Regions from separate parts of the Callithrix jacchus genome. Here region 2 is linked to region 1. Evidence: chromatin contacts called from public Hi-C data. All regions are on one chromosome and are shown on one strand. The core of a region is the stretch at or near the end of the contact, and the rest is flanking DNA. Distances in the headings are between cores, read along the strand shown.

Evidence for each region. Hi-C and Micro-C count contacts between places; a contact is called where the count stands out from the background.
Region 2: a Hi-C map of skeletal muscle shows a contact between it and region 1, with 6 times the contacts expected there. The contact joins the enhancer-like site here to the promoter of NHEJ1 in region 1. A contact is called at or near these places in 2 of 3 Hi-C or Micro-C datasets (induced pluripotent stem cells and skeletal muscle).

What each region holds. Positions count from the first base shown.
Region 1 is chr6:140,901,540-140,906,381 of calJac240_pri, reverse strand. NHEJ1 (non-homologous end joining factor 1) reads left to right here and starts at 1,918. Exons shown (of 8, transcript XM_035305793.3): 1 at 1,918-2,196; 2 at 4,647-4,823. The coding sequence starts at 4,647. It overlaps SLC23A3 (solute carrier family 23 member 3), which reads left to right. Exons shown (of 10, transcript XM_035305786.3): 9 at 364-459; 10 at 554-1,095. The coding sequence ends at 849.
Region 2 is chr6:141,102,385-141,107,226 of calJac240_pri, reverse strand. No RefSeq gene overlaps it. Among named protein-coding and RNA genes, the nearest start is that of RESP18, 26 kb to the right of the region's middle. Within about 2 kb of position 2,891, at least 2 of the 16 cell types and tissues checked have an H3K27ac peak or open chromatin away from gene starts, as enhancers often do. A contact at or near this core is called in skeletal muscle, where this site is marked.

The sequences.
Region 1 (4,842 bases), core at 669-3,168:
CTGGGACCTGGCGACAGAGCAAGACTCTGTATAAAATTAAAAAAAAAAAAAAGAAAAAAAAAGAGCGATGAGAGGTTGCCACTTAAATACTAAGCTTTCTAGAGAAAGGGAGCCTGGAGCAGTCAAAGCATATATGGAGGGTATGTGGATGATCGGAACATAGGGTGTTGAGCAGAAACCCTGTGGGAAAGGCCTGGATTTGGAAAGTGGAGAATGGTGAGACAAAGGGTGAAAGGGATGAAATGACAATTCAGAAAGATCTGTCCTTAGTCCAAGGCTTAGGTTTACATTTGCGAGGGTAAGATTCCTGGGCCTGGATATCGAATCAGAGTTTCCTTCCTGCCTGGCCCCAACCCATCATAGGCTGGAGCCCCTTGGATGTATTACTGCATTCACTGCTGACACAGCCCATCTTCCTGGCTGGACTCTCAGGCTTCCTACTAGAGAACACGATTCCTGGTAAGTTGAGGCCAGGCCCTAGCAGACTGGGAAATGCCCAGAAAGTCATCACTCCCTGGGTTGGGCAATGACCTGACAAACCTCTCTTTTGCAGGCACACAGCTTGAGCGAGGCCTAAGTCAAGGGCTGCCATCTCCTTTCACTGCCCAAGAAGCTCGAATGCCTCAGAAGTCCAGGGAGAAGGCTGCTCAAGTGTACAGACTTCCTTTCCACATCCAAAACCTGTGTCTCTGCATCCCCCAGCCTCTCCGCTGCCTCTGCCCACTGCCTGAAGACCCTGGGGATGAGGAAGGAGGCTCCTCCGAGCCAGAAGAGATGGCAGACCTGCTGCCTGGCTCCGGGGAGCCATGCCCTGAATCTAGTAGAGAAGGATTTAGGTCCCAGAAATGACCAGCAGTCCTACTTCTGCCCTGGGTAGTTTAGCCCTAACTCTCATCTGCTGGAGAGTCAGCTCCAAGCTGTTCTTTCTCATAGGCAGAGGGTATATGTGTTTGTATTACATGGGCCCACCTAGAGATTCCATTTCCCAATAGGGTGGGTTGCCTTTACTTGTCTTAATTAAGCCTAACTGTTCCAGAGCAAAGGCCATGATTTAGTGGACCATAAATGAATGAGATTTTGCCTGTGTACTATCAATGCCACTTGAACCCCAGCATTCACTTGAATACTTACTGAGCATTCCCACGTGCAATCTCCATGAGCATCTCCTGTCTTATAGATAAGACAGGGTCCATGCCCTCTTAAGGCATTTACGGTTTAAAAAGACCTGTGTAATTACAAAAATGCAAAGCAGAAAGCAGTATGTAATAGATTAAAATAGTGCTGTGGGAGCAAAGAGAAAGGGATAATGAATTCTGATTGGGGACAGTGGGAAATGCTTTATGCAAGAAGCAGCACTGAGGGTGGCCTTGACAAGTGGGGAAGATTTTTGGTTTTGGAAAATGGATGTAGAGAATTTTTTAGGTTCAGGGTCCAGCTTGAGCAAAGCTGTGACTTGTACAAAGTCTGAGGCATTTGAAATTTCTCAGTAGTGAGGGAGCATAAGTAAGGGAATGATAGAGAAATGAGGCAGGAGAGGTAAAGGATGATTTCAGACTACGGGACTTATGCCTGGGAGGCGCCTTCCTTCAACAACTCTAGTGCTGGTGGAGGACCTGAGAGGTTCTTGAAGTTCAATCCTTTCATTTTGTTAAAAGGAGACTGGACAGGTAGGGGAGTGAAGAGAAGTGACTCGAGTTTGACGAACCCAAACCTGGGCTTCCCTCTCTAGCGTCTAGCCCGCTATTCTTTCTACTCTGCCAGCGTGACTACTAGCTGGCCATCCGGTCTCGTTAGTTAGTTACCCAGGCCACTGTGGTGCTCGTCTCTCATCAGCATCCCCGGCCCCGAAGCCCCGCCCACGCCAGGCATAGGCCCTGCCCCTGTGTTCCAAAACCCTGCCTCCTCTTGTGGGGGGGTGGGGATCGGCCTCTATTCTAGGCTTTTCGGTTTGCGCGGGCGGACAGGAGCGCGTGCGTGCGGCGAGGAGGGTGGGAGCTCTCGTGGCCGCTGACGGTAGGTGGGATCGTGCTGGAGTCCCCGCCGGAGCAAGCCAGCGAGGGGCCGCTCAGAGACGCTGCGGGTTTGGCCTGGCTCGAGCGCTTTCTCCCAGGAGGGAACGCGCGCTGCTGGGGACCCGGGCAGGCCTCCGGTGGTGGGCGGAGCCGCGCATGCGCAGTCCGCCGGCTGCGGCCCGGCGTGAGTAGTGGGGTGGAAGTGAGGTTATTCCTTGGCACCCTGTTTGGTGCGACAAAGCCGCGGGTGGCCGGCTTTGTTGCCCCTTGAAGGGTCCCGACCACGCCCCAGTGCAGCCAGTGCTGTAGAAATGGGAAGGCGGACGGCGAAGGCTCTTCTAGCCGGGGCGGATTGAAGCGGGACGCCCGGCGGCTTGTGGGGCTTGTGATGCTGGGACCGAGGGTTCGCGCTCTCCCACGGGGACTGGGCGGGGCCCAGCCTGGATGCTCTCTGGGGCCCTACTGCCCTCTGCAGGGCGTCGGAGGAACTGCCCAGAGGAGTCTCGGCTGAGGAGCGTAACTCGGTGCAGATAAGCAGTTCTCAAGGGACCCCTCCACCAGGATGCCCCTCAGCGCTCCTCCTCTCAAGAGAACTAAACCCGTGAATCTAGTTAAGGTGAAAGTTAAAGGCAGCCTTGAAGGAAAAAAGAAAAGGGTGAAATATAGAGGCCTCGGACGCAGAACGGGACGCGCGTATGGTGGGAGCAGGCAGCCGGGGTCTGGTGCCCAATGTAACATCAGGCCTTTTTATAGGGCCACTTACTCCTGGCCACAGTTTCAACTCCTCCCCCTTTAGCCAACAAACAAACAAAACCCATCAATTTGAGGGTTCTGAGTTTCCGGGCTTTCCGAAGGAATGGGCTAGAATAGTAAACCCAATTTTGGCATCTCTTAGAGTACACTGGGGAGTGCCTGTAAAGGAGATAAAAGGATTTGGCGGCTTTATTTGCGTTTGTGACCTTTGGCAATGTGGAGCTCTTGTCCAGCTAGGACCAGCTTAATCATCCATGACCCCTTCGGTCCCCGTAAGAGCAGGGTGTGGGAAATGTGACGGAAACACTGGTCTCCAAACTCAAGGTTTCGAGGCTGCCACAAATAAAAATCACCATATATATGTGTGTGTGTGTGCGTACATACGCACACACACACACATATTTATATCACAAGTCTCAAAGCCACATTTCAAAAGCTAGGTTATGTTTTAAAGAATGATGGTATAGACTGAGATGGAAATGACTGTGTTAATCAGACTTAATAAAGAATTTCATTATTTATATTCTAAATTTTTCCTTCCTGGTACCTCCCCTCATTTTGTATTTGGAGGCTGGAATAATGAAGGAAACTGTCATCTTTTTTTTCTCCGCCACAGGAAAAATAATCATATTCTCTGTCAAGCAGCCATAGTTCTGTTTGTCTACTAGGTTAAGCCTACTACTTTAGCTGCTGGCGAAGGGGGCTCCAGGCTGTGCAGCTGGGTATGATGTCATTGGTGGCCGTGCACTGGAGTGGGAATGTGGAGGATGAGTTCTGTGGAAGTTAACTCAGTCTTTACCTCTGTGATGTGCTCTGCCTTGTAGTCATGATTTCCTAGTCAATCTGATTCTTGTTGAAATGGAATTTAGGTCTTTTCCGTTGCTCCTGGACACAGGTTCTTAGCTCTTTTTTGTGTCTTTGATCCTTTTGAGAGTTTGATGATAGCTATAGACCTCTTCCTCCTCCCCATGCATATATGCATGTATGCACAACATTTTCATATAATTCTAGAGGATTCACATGCATTGACTGTAGATTAAGAATCTCTGTTTTGGGACAGGCGTGGTGGCTCATGCTTGTAGTCCCAGCATTTTGGGAGTCCGAGGCAGGCAGATCACCTGAGGTCAGGAGTTTGAGAACAGCCTGGCCAACCTGAAGAAACCCCTTCTCTACTAAAAATACAAAAAAAATTAGCCAGGCATTGTGGCAGTCGCCTGTAATCCCAACTACTGGGGAAGTTGAGGCAACAGAAAACCCAGGATTTCAGAGTCAGAGGTTGCAGTGAGCTGAAATCATGCCATTGCGCTCCATCCTGGGTGACAGAGTGGGACTCCATCTCAAAAAAAAAAAAGGAAGAAGAAGAATCTCTGTTTTAGGGATTTATAAAAATCCTGAGAGCTTCCTAAACTTTGTTTTTAGATAATGATCAAATAATTTGAATTTCGTGGCCCTAACACTATGACTTATATGATAAGGAATATTTCTTCTCTTCTAGTTCTGGGAAAGGATAGCAGTGACATATTTATTAGCAATGTGATAGAGATGGAACAAGAGGGTTTAGGTTTCCACATTATGTTATAGCATTAGAAAGCAGAAATACTAACAGCAACAGAGGCTTAAACACTATGGAAGAAAGATTTTTTGTCCTCTAGGAATGTAATATGGAAAAAAAAAAACCCTCAAGATTTTAAGTATACTTTTGGTGGCCAAGAGGTATTAAGGTCATTGCTCAGCTGATTGTATACTGGGAGAACAGAAATCCATGCTTCCTATTAGGGAAGATCTTCCTGAGATTTTAGTTGATACAGAGCCGTTTGGGTGGTACCCTCCCTAGGCCAGCATGACCCTGAGGCACTTTACTAAATTAGGACTTTCTTGCAGATGGAGGAACTGGAGCAAGGGTTGCTAATGCAGCCGTGGGCATGGCTACAGCTTGCCGAGAACTTCCTCTTGGCCAAGGTTTTCATCACCAACCAGGGCTATGCCTTGTTGGTTTCAGATCTTCAACAGGTGTGGCATGAAGAGGTGGACACTAGTGTGGTCAGCCAGCGAGCCAAGGTAAGTATGAAGAGAAGTA
Region 2 (4,842 bases), core at 1,642-4,141, 200 kb before region 1:
GATGCTCACCTGGGGCTCCCCACAGAGCTCTGACCCTGAGGAGCTGCCTCGTCTTCAGGAAATTCCCACCAGAGGTGATCCTGTCCTTGAGGGAAGACCTTGTTTCCCATTAAAATGTGGTGGCCTGGATCTTACAGGCCTCAAAGCAATGATAGCACCATCCCCACTGCCTATCCAAGAAGAGGCACAGGCCACCATGCCTGTCTCCCGGCCAAGATAACCCCCGGACAGGTAACGCCCCAGAAGCCTCTGTTGCCGAGTCCAGTTATGGTGAGGTTGACTCAGGCCTTGCCCTCTCCTTATCAAGGTGGGCAGCCTCTGTTCCCTGGGGCCAGCTGAGCTGTCTCACGCCTTCCCCCGGTGAGCTGTAAGGCACGTCTCCTGGGTTCTGCTCCTGATTCTCTACCAGACAGGCCTCTCTGCCCTTCTGAGTTTCAAGGTCTTTCACCTTGAAACCTTGGGGCATGGGCTGAGGTTTACAAATCCCAGGGAGGCTGAAGCTGAAAGGAGCTAGAATTCGACTCACAATGCATCTGTGCAACACGAGACTGCTTCACATCCATCATCTCATTTCATTTTCACAGTCACCCTCATGAGCGGCCCATCTAACAGATGAGAGCACCGAGACAGAGGTGTTTCATCTATGCCTCAGAACCCAAAGTCTGTTTCATTACTGAGCATCCACACTGAGCTTGGTCCTGAGCCAGACACTGAGGGTGTGACCATAAATGAAACAGACATGTCCTCTGTCCTCTTGACATTTACACTCCAGTGGAGAGATGCAAATAAACAAGTAAACAGAGGAAAAAGTTGGTTGGGTGAGGTGGCTCATACCTGTAATCCTAGAACTCCGGAAGGCCAAGGCAGGTGGATGACCTGAGGTCAGGTGTTTGAGACCAGCCTGGCCAACATGATGAAATCTCGTCTCTACTAAAAATACAAAACTTAGCTGGGCATAGTGGCAGGTGCCTATAATCCCAGCTACTTGGGAGGCTGAGGCAGGAGAATCACTTGAATCCGGGAGGTGAAGGTTGCAGTGAGCCAAGATCACCGTTGCCCTCCAGCTTGGGCAGGCAACAGAGCAAACTCCTTATCAAAACAAAAAAAAACAAAGGAAGAAGTCATGAACAGTGGTAAGTGTCATGGAGGTAATGAAGTGATAGCCATTCCTAGGGATCAGAAACTACTTGAGGAGGGGGGATTTATACCAAAAGAAAGAGATAACAATGGAGATTGGGGAGAAGCAGAAATGGACTTTGAGAAGGACTCAGGTGTTCAAAGAATGGAAAGGAGGCTGGGAACGGGGAGAGCAAGAGGAGGGAAGGAAATGAGGCTGGAGAGGGAGGCAAGGCTAGGTCATGCTGGGGCTCGAAGACCATGGTCGGGAATTCAGCATTTATTCGAAAGCGCAAAGGAGGTGGTCCACTGGACAGTGTTTAGCAAGGGAGCAACATGCTTTAATTTATATTTTAGAAAGCTTCTCCTGGTGCTTAAGAGACTATAGGGAGGCAAGAGTGGAAAACAAATATTCAACAAGAATTACTGAGCGCCTACAGTGTGCAAGACACAATCCCAGGCTCTAGAACACACCCCACGTCATGAGTTACTCCAGGCAACTAAGATGCAATTTCAGAGACAGGTGAAAGATGATGGCCAGCCAGGCATGGTGGCTCACGCCTGTGATCTCAGCACTTCGTAAGGTCGACGAAGGTGGTTCACTTGAGCCCAGGAGTTTGAAACCAGCCTAGGCAACATAGCAGAATCTTGTCTCTATTAAAAATTTAAAAACTAAAACAAAATAAAGACGATGGTGGTTTGAACAAGGGCAGTGGCATTGGGTCTGGAAAAAAATGTAAACTGTAGGAGAAAATTTTTGCAGGGAGAAATCTGAACAATGCATAGGAGATGCTACTGACAGAGAGGGAGCATCAAAGAGAACAGTAACAGCCAATGTTAATTGAGTGCTTATGATATGTGCTTATGATGTGCTGGTCCCATCATATTTCTAAATCCTTCAAAGGTGTTAAGCTTATTAATTCTTCTAAGAACGCCATAAGCTAGATGCTGCTGTCAAACTCACTTTACAAATGAGGGAACTGGGGCACGGAGGAAGCAAAAAACTGCCTGCAGGTACTTGGATTTGGCTCCAGCACACTCTTTTTTGTGGGGAGATGTGTAGGGAAAGAGACAGGGTCTTGCTCTGTCGCCCAGGCTGGAGTATAGGATCGCGGCTCACTGCAGCCTCAACCTCCCTGACTCACATGATTCTCCCATCTCAGCCTCCCAAGTAGCTGGGACCACAGGCGCACACCACACCCAGATAATTTTTATTATTTTTTCTGGAGATGAGGTCTCACTATGTTGCCCAGGCTGGTCTCAGACTCCTGGATTCAAGCGATCCTCCCACCTCAGCCTCCCAAAATACTGGAATTACAGGCGTGAGCCACCCCACCCGGTCCTAGCACACCATTTTAACAAGTAAGCAACATTTCTCAAGGACACCCAGTGCCATTTGTCAATAGGCAATGCTGGATTTTATCAAGCCCCCCCCATCCCCATCGTTAACCCTTGGTGATAAGAAGTGGGGGTGCGAGGGAAGGCAATTCTGTGTGCGTGCGTACGTGTGTGTGTGTGTGTGTGTGTGTGTGTGTGTGTGTGTAGGGGCGTAGGGGGTTGGGATTCTAGATACGGGTGGACCATATTCAGGCGACAGCCCAGTCTTAAAAGCAGGACTCTGACGCCAAGACAGGGGAGAGCGAGGGTTGAGGACCTTGCTGCCCGGGCCCGCGACTGGCCGCGCTGCCGAGAAAGGAGCGCGCAGGGCCGTCTCGCCCGGCTCGGGCAGCAGCCGCCACAGTGCAGGCGGGGCAGCGCGCGCCCAGTAAGATGCGGGGGCCCCAGCGTAGGGCGCAGCCGGGATGCGTCTGATTCTCTGCTTCCAGCTGCTGACTCCCGGGAGACAGGGACGCCATTAGTCCCAAAGTCAGGAGGAAAACTGGGGGAAGGGCAAGGGCGATCCCAAGGGGGGGCTGCGGGATGGTGGTGCACACTGCTCAGAAGCTGGGAAAGTGTGCGGGGTGGGGAGACAAAGCTGGAAGGCGTCTTGGAGGCAGGGGCTTAAACGTCGGAAGATGGGGTGGGAGCTAGAAGGAGTGGGCTCCAGACCAATTTGGAGTTTGGCAGGAGGGAGCGCCCAAGGGATCGAGAGCCGAGACTTGCAGCCCTGGGAGAAACGAGGCACACTGAGGCGTCAGGGCGAGGTGCTCGGCGCTGGGGGGTTGGCATCTCCGGCAGAAGGAGCCCGGACTGCTAGCTCCAGTCCCGACCTCCGGAAGAGCCAAGTTCCGGCCGGGGACTCCCTTCGGCCTGGGGAGGCGGCTTGGGGAGGGCGCAGCAGAGGATTGGGGGGAATCCTAGCCTACTCCGGACTTTCATGCCCCCCACCCAATGGCCATGGGTTCCTCTACCTGGTGATCAAGCTTGGACACCAACGCGGGGGGCTTCCTGAGGCGCGGTGTGTGGGCAGGGTGCCTGGCGGGCAGAGGGTCACGCCTGGGCGGATGCCTGGGTGCTCTTCCCGCGATCGACTCTCGCCTTAGGGAGCCACTTCCAGACCAAACCCCGGGTATTGGCCCAGGGCTTCAGCGCTGATGACAGCAGAGGCGGAGCCCAAGGTCGCCCTTTACCTGTCAGTCCTGGCACTGCCTCAGTCCTGAAGTCCCTCCCCAAGGGTAGGGTGCTGGGGTCTCTGTCTATATATTTATATCTTCTCTCTCTTTCTCTGGAGTTTGTCTTCATTTTTTATAATTAGCTTCTACTTATGCCAAGAAACACCGGGTTTCCCATTTACAGTAGCAAAGTTGCCCTTTAAAATAATTTCCCTTTGCTGGCTATGGTGGCTCACACCTACAATCAAAGCATTCTGGGAGATCGAAGCAGGCGGATCTCTTGAGATCAGGAGTTCGAGATCAGCCTGGCCAACATGGTGAAACCCCATCTCTACTAAAAATACAAAAATCAGCCAGGCAAGGCGGCGCGCGACTGTACTCCCAGTTGCTTTAGAGGCTGAGAAATGAGAATTGCTTGAACCCAGGAAGCGGAGGTTGCAGTGAGCAGAGCTTGTGCCACTGCCCTCCAGCCTGGGTGACAGATTAAGACCCTGTCTCTAACTAAATTAATTAATTAAATTAAAATAATTTCACTTAAATAAAAAGCATAATCATCAACCTGAGTAAACCAGGCTGGGCACAGTGGCTCAGGCCTGTAGTCCCAGCACTTTGGGAGGCCGAGGCAGGTGGATCACGAGGTCAGGAGATCAACACCCACCTGGCTAAGACGGTGAAATCTGGTCTCTACTAAAAATACAAAAAATTAGCTGGACATGGTGGCACGCACCTGTAGTCCCATCTACTGAGGCAGGAGGATCGCTCGAACCCAAGAGTCAGAGGTTGCAGTGAGCTGAGATCGCGCCATTGCACTCCAACAACAGAGGGAGACTCTGCCTCAAAAAAAAAAAAGGAGGGTAAGCCAGTAACAGCACAATGGCACAAAGATCATGGTGGTGATTCTCAAATAACTAAAGTTTGGGGAAAGCTGTGCTTCCATTTTGTTAAACTGAAGTTATTAGTGATTTTTAAATAACAACATTATAGACATATAACTCACCCATTTAAAATGGTTTTTAGTGTATTCACAGAGTTGTGCAACCAGCACCACAATCAATTTTGGAATATTTTCATTACCCCAAAAAGAAAACTGCGCCCATTAACAGTCACTTCCCATTCCCGCCTCCAGCCACCCTCCTCAGCCTGAGGCAGCCACCAACGTACTTCCTGTCTCTAT